2 separate regions of the Mus musculus genome follow, and region 1 is linked to region 2. Evidence: chromatin contacts called from public Hi-C data. All regions are on one chromosome and are shown on one strand. Each heading gives the region's core, a stretch centred on a gene start, on an enhancer-like site or on the middle of the called end of the contact. The rest is flanking DNA. Distances are from core to core; before and after follow the strand shown. Region 1 has its middle 330 kb from the start of Rps6ka3. Region 2 has its middle 550 kb from the start of Rps6ka3.

Region 1 (4,501 bases), core at 1,328-3,827, 220 kb before region 2:
TAATTCATGAAGAATTGTTATTTTCTTATATTGTTTGAGATGGAAGTCGGCTGCAGGTCTATAGACAATGACGCAATTACAGTGTTTAATGTCCCTTTGGGAGAGTTTCTATATTCCATCTTTGTATATACACTTGGCATCTTTCATTTAGAATGAATGGGTTCACTTCTTTCTTGTTTGAGAAAAATCCTCTTCCCCAGCAGAGTCCTAGGCTTTCTTTCTCTGGTGATTCTCACATCAGCTACACTTTCCATTACATTCCTGTCAGCAGATATTCCCAGCGGGGTAGGGGCTGCACATAGCTGGGATTTCCCTAATCGAGATGCCCTCCTGGCTCCTGAAATTGGTGGTTTTAACTAGCCCTTCTATTGTGAACAATGGATCCACACTCCCCTTTCTTTCTCTACTTTGCTTAAGCATTCCTGGATTCTTCCCCCTTACACTCCCCCTTCGTATCTACCTCCCACCCTTCTTTATCTCCTGCATTCTTTTTCCTCCCTCTCTCTCACTTAAAATTCTCCTAACGTCCTTTCTACCATGCAGTGCAATCTTAACCATCTAACAAAAGACCGTATAACGTAAATTCCATTTCAGAAATGGGAGGAGTTTTCTTGCATACTAAACAAGCATTTCCTATCTTGGTAGGAAAACAACAAAACATTTTCCCTTGGAAGCGCTGCTTAATCACGGCTATCAGCATCGCCTCAAGCTGAATGTGCATCCATCGAAGGCAAAACACAGCCCAGTGCAGAAGTGCAACAACCTACTTTAAGATCTGCACACATCACGTGCGATGAAAACGGATTTCGTTTCTAGGCTCTTCCCCCACCTTTAAAAAAAATTCTCCCTTATCACGATTCCTTTCTAGGTGGAGGAGGTTCCACCTGCCCACTCACTGCGTAAACCAAATCTGTGCCTGAAAATTAGACTCCTTCCAGTGTGGTCAGAATCAGGTAACAACAGCTGAATTCAGTTCACCCCATGCCTTCTTTGCTTTCCACTGAGCAGTGAAGTGTGAAGGCTTATCTAAGGAGCAGGAAGGGAGAATTTGGGTTACCCATTTGTGTGTGTGTGTGTGTGTGTGTGTGTGTGTGTGTGTGTGTGACAGGGTTGTCCTGCTTTGTGCCCATTAGTCATTAAACGCATACTGCCCAGGCAGTAAAACAAAAGCTATTCTCGGATAAGTACGAGGCTTAATAAAGAGTTGAAGGAATTTCAAAGAAGGAAAAATGTTTCTGTATTCCCTGGGGGCTACATGGTCTCTGCTGAGTATTTTGATTTGGGGGTACATGGACGTAAAACCTAGCAGATTGTATTCTATACCTGCGTGCTCGCTGGCAGGCACAAAATGTACGCTGTTAACTACAGACGTCTGGGTTTGCTTCTCCCGAGGGGCTGATGGAAGATTCACCAGCACGTGGGTGAAGCAGCAGCCTTGTGATCTGGCTTCCCAGCCTCCGAGCCGCCTTCCAGCTGCCTTATGTAATGTGATCTGTTTGCTGATGGGAGCCTGATTAGTTTCTGGGTGGGAACTGCAAAACCTGTGCACAGTCCCCGTGAGTGCTAGACTCCGCCAGCCTAGTTGAGTTTGTATTTGTCAGGCAAGCAAGGGGTTAAATGGAGCCACACTAAGGGTATGCACGTGGGTGCACAGGGAGGCCAGGAATGGTGTGGATGAGTGATAGAGGCAGTTGAAGTAGTCCGAATAAGAGCAGCATGTGGGTGGTGGAGAGGGAGAAAGAAAAGCCGGGGAAGGGCTTTAGGGAGGAAAAGCAGTCGCCACCAAGCAGCTAACCGTAGATCATTGGCATGCATTCCTTATCAAATGAGAGCAGGACACAGAGACTGAAATCAAGCTGAGCAGAATTTCTAATAGAACTGGCTGACCTTTCAAACGAAGTACTTAAGTAAAGATGGGCAGCACATGGCAGGACTTTTTACAAGGAGGCAAAAAGTGGGCAGCTCAGAGTTTCAGGTGTACTGTATTTAAACAACACATCTCATTGGTTTTGAGTCAAAATACTTTAAAAGTACCCCTCAAGCCACATTTAGTGCCTCAAGCCTGTAATCGTAGCACTCGAGAGGTCGAGGCAGGAGGACTGGTGGTAGTGTGCAGCCAGCTTGGGCTATATAGTGAATTTCAGGCCAACCTAAATTATACCAGGAGACCCTGTCCCTCCAGGTAACTTTATTTGCTCTGGAATTCTTTTTATCGTCCCAAGTTGAGGGGACTGCATGCTGTTTTGGTAGGAGTTTAATATAAATAGCCAAAGTTTTTTTTACACTGTTATCCTTTGAGAGTTGTTTTATTTTCACATTTCTATAAATATGTTCAGCAACAAGGTTTTTGGAGAGCTCCCCAAGAATTTCGCTTGTGAAAGTCTCCATGAGAATTAAAAACAAGTCCCTGTGGGTTCTCCATAACCGCTAACTTTAAGACTAAAAAGTTACATTAATGAGTTCTCTATAAATCTTCTCTCCGTCGATAAAAAATTCTTTTTGGTATGGTAATTTTGTTTACTTCTCTCAAGAGTCAGTCATAATCAAACTTGACCAGCAGGGGGCGAGCGTTCACAGAAAATGCAAGTAGTCCCTGCTCTGGCTGATTTGCCGGATGGAAGAAACAGGTTTTATTCTGAGGTATTTTCAGTTCAAATTCAAGTTCTAGAACTTTGATTTATTATTAGCTTCTCTTACTTGGGGAGAAGGGAGGAGAGAAAAACAGGTCTGTCTGCTACCCGTGTGTTCTACCCCCAACTTTAGGGAAGGGCTCAGAAACCGCAAGTTTTCAGTAGAGTCAAACAGGCTGGATCGTGCATGAATCTGAGAACACAGGCTCCAGTTTTCCTAAAATGACAAATCGCCTCCCGTTACTCAAGAAATCACAAAAGATTCACACCCACCCTTTCTTCCCCCGAGCTTTGTCCTTCTGCGAGTGATTTGCAGTCCCAGACAAGTATTATATAATGATGAGGCAGAGAAGCCTGAAGCTTAGTCTTACTGCTTCTTTCGCAGAAAAGACATTTAAAAAGAAAAAAAGAAAAACGATTATAACACCATCTTAAATGTTTCCGAGACAAACGTTTCTGCCAAGTGTTGGAAGAGTGGGGCATTAGTGTATTAGTTGTGTCCATTTGCCATGGTCCAAGGGAGCAGTTTGAAGGGAAAGATGGAAAGATACAACTTGCGGGTGAGTGGGAAAGGGCCTGCAGTTCCAGGACATCTGGCTCTGATCCCGGCTGATTTAGCTGGCTGAGTATTCTTGAATTCCTTCCCTTCCTGGTCTTCAGTTTTACAAGCTGCAAATGATGACACAATGCCTTCCAATCTAACATGTTACCCTTCTCTCTAGAATAAATGTAGATGACATTGTTTATTTGACTTCTTTCCAAGAACACAGCAACATTCGACAACCAAGACAACATTGTTCAGGATATTATGGTATTTCAAAAATCCCCAAAGTACTTTGTATTTCACATTTCTGCAAACAGTGTCACTATTTATCAACAATTTCCTTAGTGTTTTTATAGCAATTATTGTCTGAGTAATTCTCTCTGGGGAATCCTAGTTAGGTACTGTGTGGTATGGAAAAGCCTTCAATTTTTTTTTTCTTTTTTTTCTTTTTGCTTCTTTTCTTTCTTTTCTTTTTGGGGGATGGTGGTGGGGAGACAGGGTTTTGCTGAGTAGCTCAGGGTGGTCTTCATGCCTCTACCTCTTGAATGATGTGATTATAGGTCTGTGCTACTCTGTCCCCAGCAGAGCTTTTGATCCCTACGATGCAAGCATCTTTGGGGATTACAGTGAGACTTCAGTGACTTGATGTTAAGCACACAGTAAGCTGGGATATAGGAGCTCTTCAGTACTATTAGTGCTGTTAGTGTTTGTCAGCACTGCTAAAAGATCCAATGCACACAGTTGATTAAAAGGGGTTCATTTTTTTTTAAACCTCAAAGACCAATACAATATTTAGCTCTTTTGTTCACATATTTACTAACTGAGGAACTTCAGAATTTCAAAAAATCTGCAGGGGGATTTTTTTCCCCCCAGAGACACTATCCTGTCTTGGAAAAATCATCTTATTAAGGTGAAATTCTGTGGTTGTTGGCATAGCTTTGCAGCCTACAGGGGCAGTGTGAGGAAGCTTTCATTGTCCAGGCCAGAGAAAACAAAACATGACTGAAAAATGATCAAAATAACAACAGCAGCAGAAATGTAGGCTTAGGTTTAGATCACAGATCTGCCTTTTATTTGCTGTGTGACCTTGGAAATATTGCCCCTTCTATTATTTCTTATGTCTCTTTTAGTGCGTGTTGCTCAGCTGAAGGGAGAAAAGAGAGACTTACTGACAAAAACCAGTGAGAGGCAACACCAATACCACGCAGCTCTGCTAAACTTAGCCCACAGGGTGAAGCAGCCTGATTGAGCATGTGTGTCCCAGGGATGGGGCTTTCTGTTTTTAGCCCTCTGACCATATGCATATGCAAATGCAAAGAAAGCCCTG
Region 2 (4,188 bases), core at 185-2,684:
CCCCTGATCCCATGGTGGAAGGAGAAAAGTGAAATTTGTCCTCTGACCTTCACATGCTTGCTGTGGCACTTGATTGCACAACTCACAAGCCAACCCCCTCTCTCTGTATCTTTCTGCCTCTCTTTCTTTCCCTCTCTCTCTCTTCCTTTCTTTCTTTCTCTCTCTCTCTCTTCCTTTCTTTCTTTCTCTCTCTCTCTCTCTCTCTCTCTCTCTCTCTCATACACACACACACACACACACACACACACACACACAGGTGCGCGAGTACACACAGAGAACGATATGTGTGGAATCCACATGTGAGGAATGACAGGAAAGGAGCATTAACTGAGACAAGGAGTTCACATGACATTCCCTGCATGTGAACTATAACCTTAAAGAGATTGTCAACCAAAGATGGTATGACAGTACAGTCACCAACTAGGGCAAGGATGGTTTCCCTGACATCATCCAATTCACCCTAAGAAGGAGGGTGAGTTGAGTTCTAACTCAGTGTTAGAGCTGGAGTTGGAAGTGCAGAAGGAAGAATGGGATTTGATAGACACAAAGGTTTCCACAAACAAATAGTTGTGTCTACCTAAAGCATGGGATGAAATAAAGGGGTTTACTTTCTAGAAACGCAAATGACCCTTGGGAATATGTTATGGACCTAGATGTTAGAGTATATGTGATCAACTTGTTTCTGGAGTCACTGAAATAAAAGTGGTATCTTTTTAGAGACTATCCCAGACCACCAGCAGAGAGTTGATCAATATACTTTATATTTCCAAATTGTCTTTTTACTTCACAGGGCTACTATACTTGATGAATACCTCCAGTTCAATGTTCCTTTGTCTGCTTACCTCTAACTTCTACATGAAGACAAACAGAGTAAGCTGTAATATGACTCTAGTCAAACACTTTCCAGTTCTTTCCCAGCTCCTGCTATGCCTCACAGACAGGCTTCTTTTCTCCTCCACAAACTTTCTTTCTGCTTCCATTGAGAATTGACTGTACTTTTAATTAAGGATGTTTTTCCTTGATGCAGTACAAGAGGTCTGACCCCCTTGCCTGTCCTAAGCCTTTTGTACTTTCTCTTTGTCTCATCATTTCCTTAATAGAAAGAACATGGGTTTGGATTCTGGCAAGTATGCACTAGCATCCCAGGGGGCCTACATTGGACGGCTTCCTAACCTCTCTAAGTCTCACTTTACTTATTTGTGACAACAGAAAGGGGTGTTACAAATATGAAACAAAGCAGGATAGGTCAATGGCCATTTTCTTTTCTTACCTGGAGTTTTAAAAAGTAGCTTTGAACTTGATCTGAGTGAAGAGGGGCTCTCCTTTCTTCAAGAGTTATTGCTAGCTGCTTTTATCTTGTTATTTCCCTTCTCCCGGTGGCTATTGCCAGAGCTCAGATCTTTTTCCCCACTGGGTCTCATATTACCACTTCTCTGACATTAATCCTAGCTGCACCACTGAGCTGGCTTGATTCCCCGGTCCAGTCTTGCTAACAGGATTACTTTAGGCATTTCCTAATCTTGATGTGTGATCAGTACTTCTAGACACAAGCGGTGATAACCCTTGAAATGAGACAGGAACTACACAAGTAGCACTTCATGTCTTGTAGAAGGAGAAAGAACATGTTTGTATTCCATTGCCAGCTAGGCCATGATGCTTCTAATTGGCCCTCCTGAGTGTTCTCTCAAGCTAATGTTCTCCAGAGTACTGCAGAATTACAGTCTAATTTAATTTCCCCTCTGATCGGTTTACAGATCTTTATAAATGCAGTCTGGACAGATCAATGTTAGTAGCCGCTGGTGTTTTGAAGCTAGACGGATACAGAAAACACAGAAAACAAACTAGAGCTTTCCTTTGCAGGCAGGCATGGCTGAGGCTTTCCAAGCGCCTCTCAGAGGCCGCTGAAGCTAGAAATGAACCATGCTTCTTTGCTATTTGTATTAGTCAGGGGTCTCCAGAGAGACCACAAGCAATAGGTGATTGATTTGTTGGCGATAAGGAATTGACTCAGGTGATTATGGAAGCTGAAATTTCTCAAGATCAATAGTCAGAAAGAAAGCAATATAAGCAACCAATGGAATAGTGTACAGTACCCAAAGTCGTTCATCTGGAGGTCTAAGGAGAGCTGGTTTTTTTTTTTTTCAGTCTGAGTCCAATGGCTGAAAAAGTGTCCCATGTCCCAGCTCAGATTATAAGGGAGGAGGGGCACTCTACTACTCCAAACTTCTGTTCCCTTCAAGTCAACAAATGATTGACTTCCACCCACACTGGAAGAACAACTTGCTTAGCAAATCACTGATTGAAACAGTAAGTTCATGCAGAAATTCTCCTTAGACATTCCCAGAATCTTATTTGAAGAAATGCCTAGACTCTTTGTGTCCCACTTTTGATGCAAAATTAACTATTACATTGCCCCACATATATCTGAGTACACACACTCCCTTAGGGGAACTTTGGTCCCATAAGAGAAAGCATTTCCTTTAAGTTGGGGGCAGTTAAAAAATATGCCTGAGTTTAAAATTTTTTTAAATGAATACTTTGAGAATTTCATGCACATATACAATGCATTTTGACCATTTTCACCTCCAATATACTTTTTAACTACTCCCTAATCCCCCCCATCATGTTCCCCACACCCAAATTCACATTCTTTTGGCTGTCTTTTAACCCACTGAGTCCAATTAGGGATGCCCATAAGTGCATGGGTGTAGGGCCATCTGCTGGAGCATGGCAATCTATTAGAGGTCACATTTTGTTTGTTTGTTTTTTTAATGAAAACTGGCACTCCCTCCTCCACTAGTCATCAACTGCCAATAGCTCCTCACTCCTAGCTGAGAAACCTGTTTTAAATGTTCTCTTCTAATTAGAGTTGAGCCAGCAACATCACTTGTGTTAGCAGTGATGACTAATGCTTGCCAATACATAGGCAGCTTTGACTCCCCATCAGTCAATGCTGTTTTTCTGTTTGCATGTCGACTGCGGTGACTTCATATTGGAGATGATTAGAAGCCAATTTATTCCCTTCAGAAATATAATCATCAGTGTTTACTTAGAGATAATTTCTGTTAGAGTAGAGACAGTTGGAATTGGGAAACTTGATAGATTATGCTGATAGCCCAGTTCTTCATTCTTTCTATATCCATATGCTTTGCTCTGCATCTTTGCCTTTCTTCCTATTAAAACAACAGGATCTTTTATCCACCCTTTGAACCTCAGCTTGGCAGTATGACTTATTTTGGCTAGGTTAATGAGATGCTAATGCATTAGTTTTGAGCTTGAGAAGCCTTCGTGTATTTCTTTTATTTATGCTAATCACTGATGAAGGATATATCTGAGGCATCCCCATTGGCCCCAGGAAGTAGAATGGAGATATGTGGACCATGGCTGCCCATATCAGAGTTTAATCTATTGTACCATAGTGCAGACTTCAGATGACCTCCATCCATGCCAGCCAACATGTATTTGTGTGAACAAGCACAGCTGTAATGGTTAATCTTGCCAACTTAATTGTATCTGGGACCAATTAAGGGAGACATATCTCTTGGTTATTTTTGCAAAATAAGGGTATTTCCTGCAAAGATGAATTGAGATAGAATGATCCTCTTTCATAATGAACAGAACCTTCCAGTGGCAGCCCAGATATAAAGCAGTCTGAGGGAAAAGTAGAACTACTTTTTAATCTACTTGCCCTCTCCTCTATCAATTCTGTTGTTGCAAATGGTGTTGCCATTTTTTGCTAATGTTAGAACCTAGGTTTTTTGTTGTTGTTGTTGTTGCTGTTGACATCCAATGTGGACTGAGAGTAGTGGATCTTCAGGAATCCTCTAGGTCTTCAACACCAAATTGGGACTGCTGAGACATTCATCCATAGGAATTGAGGGGCTACCAGATTCTCAGCCCCTCCAGCATCATGTAGCCCAATTTAATAAATCCCCTTTGTGTTATTAATACACTTATTCTACCAGTTCTATTCATCAAGAGAACTACAACTCATTCAGATTGTGGTACCAGAAGTGGGGTCATTGTTCTGATAAGCCTGGTCATGTGTGGTTCTTAAACATTTAGAAGTGGTTTGTGTGGAGAATATGGGAGAGTTTAAGAATTTTAAGTTAGAAAAGTGTTAGCATGCTAGAAGTAGAGCTTAATGGGCTATCTGGAAGAACTTTGTAAGATCAGCAGGCTAAGAGA

What was found. Hi-C and Micro-C count contacts between places; a contact is called where the count stands out from the background.
Region 1: a contact with region 2 is called in a Hi-C map of the N1E-115 cell line, with 13 times the contacts expected there. The contact joins two enhancer-like sites. A contact is called at or near these places in 7 of 484 Hi-C or Micro-C datasets (the HL-1 cell line, the N1E-115 cell line, cerebellar granule neurons and 3 more).

The regions. Positions count from the first base shown.
Region 1 is chrX:158,920,372-158,924,872 of GRCm38.p6, reverse strand. No RefSeq gene overlaps it. Among named protein-coding and RNA genes, the nearest start is that of Rps6ka3, 330 kb to the left of the region's middle. Within about 2 kb of position 2,577, at least 44 of the 459 cell types and tissues checked have an H3K27ac peak or open chromatin away from gene starts, as enhancers often do. A contact at or near this core is called in the N1E-115 cell line, where this site is marked.
Region 2 is chrX:158,700,902-158,705,089 of GRCm38.p6, reverse strand. No RefSeq gene overlaps it. Among named protein-coding and RNA genes, the nearest start is that of Rps6ka3, 550 kb to the left of the region's middle. Within about 2 kb of position 1,434, at least 4 of the 459 cell types and tissues checked have an H3K27ac peak or open chromatin away from gene starts, as enhancers often do. A contact at or near this core is called in the N1E-115 cell line, where this site is marked.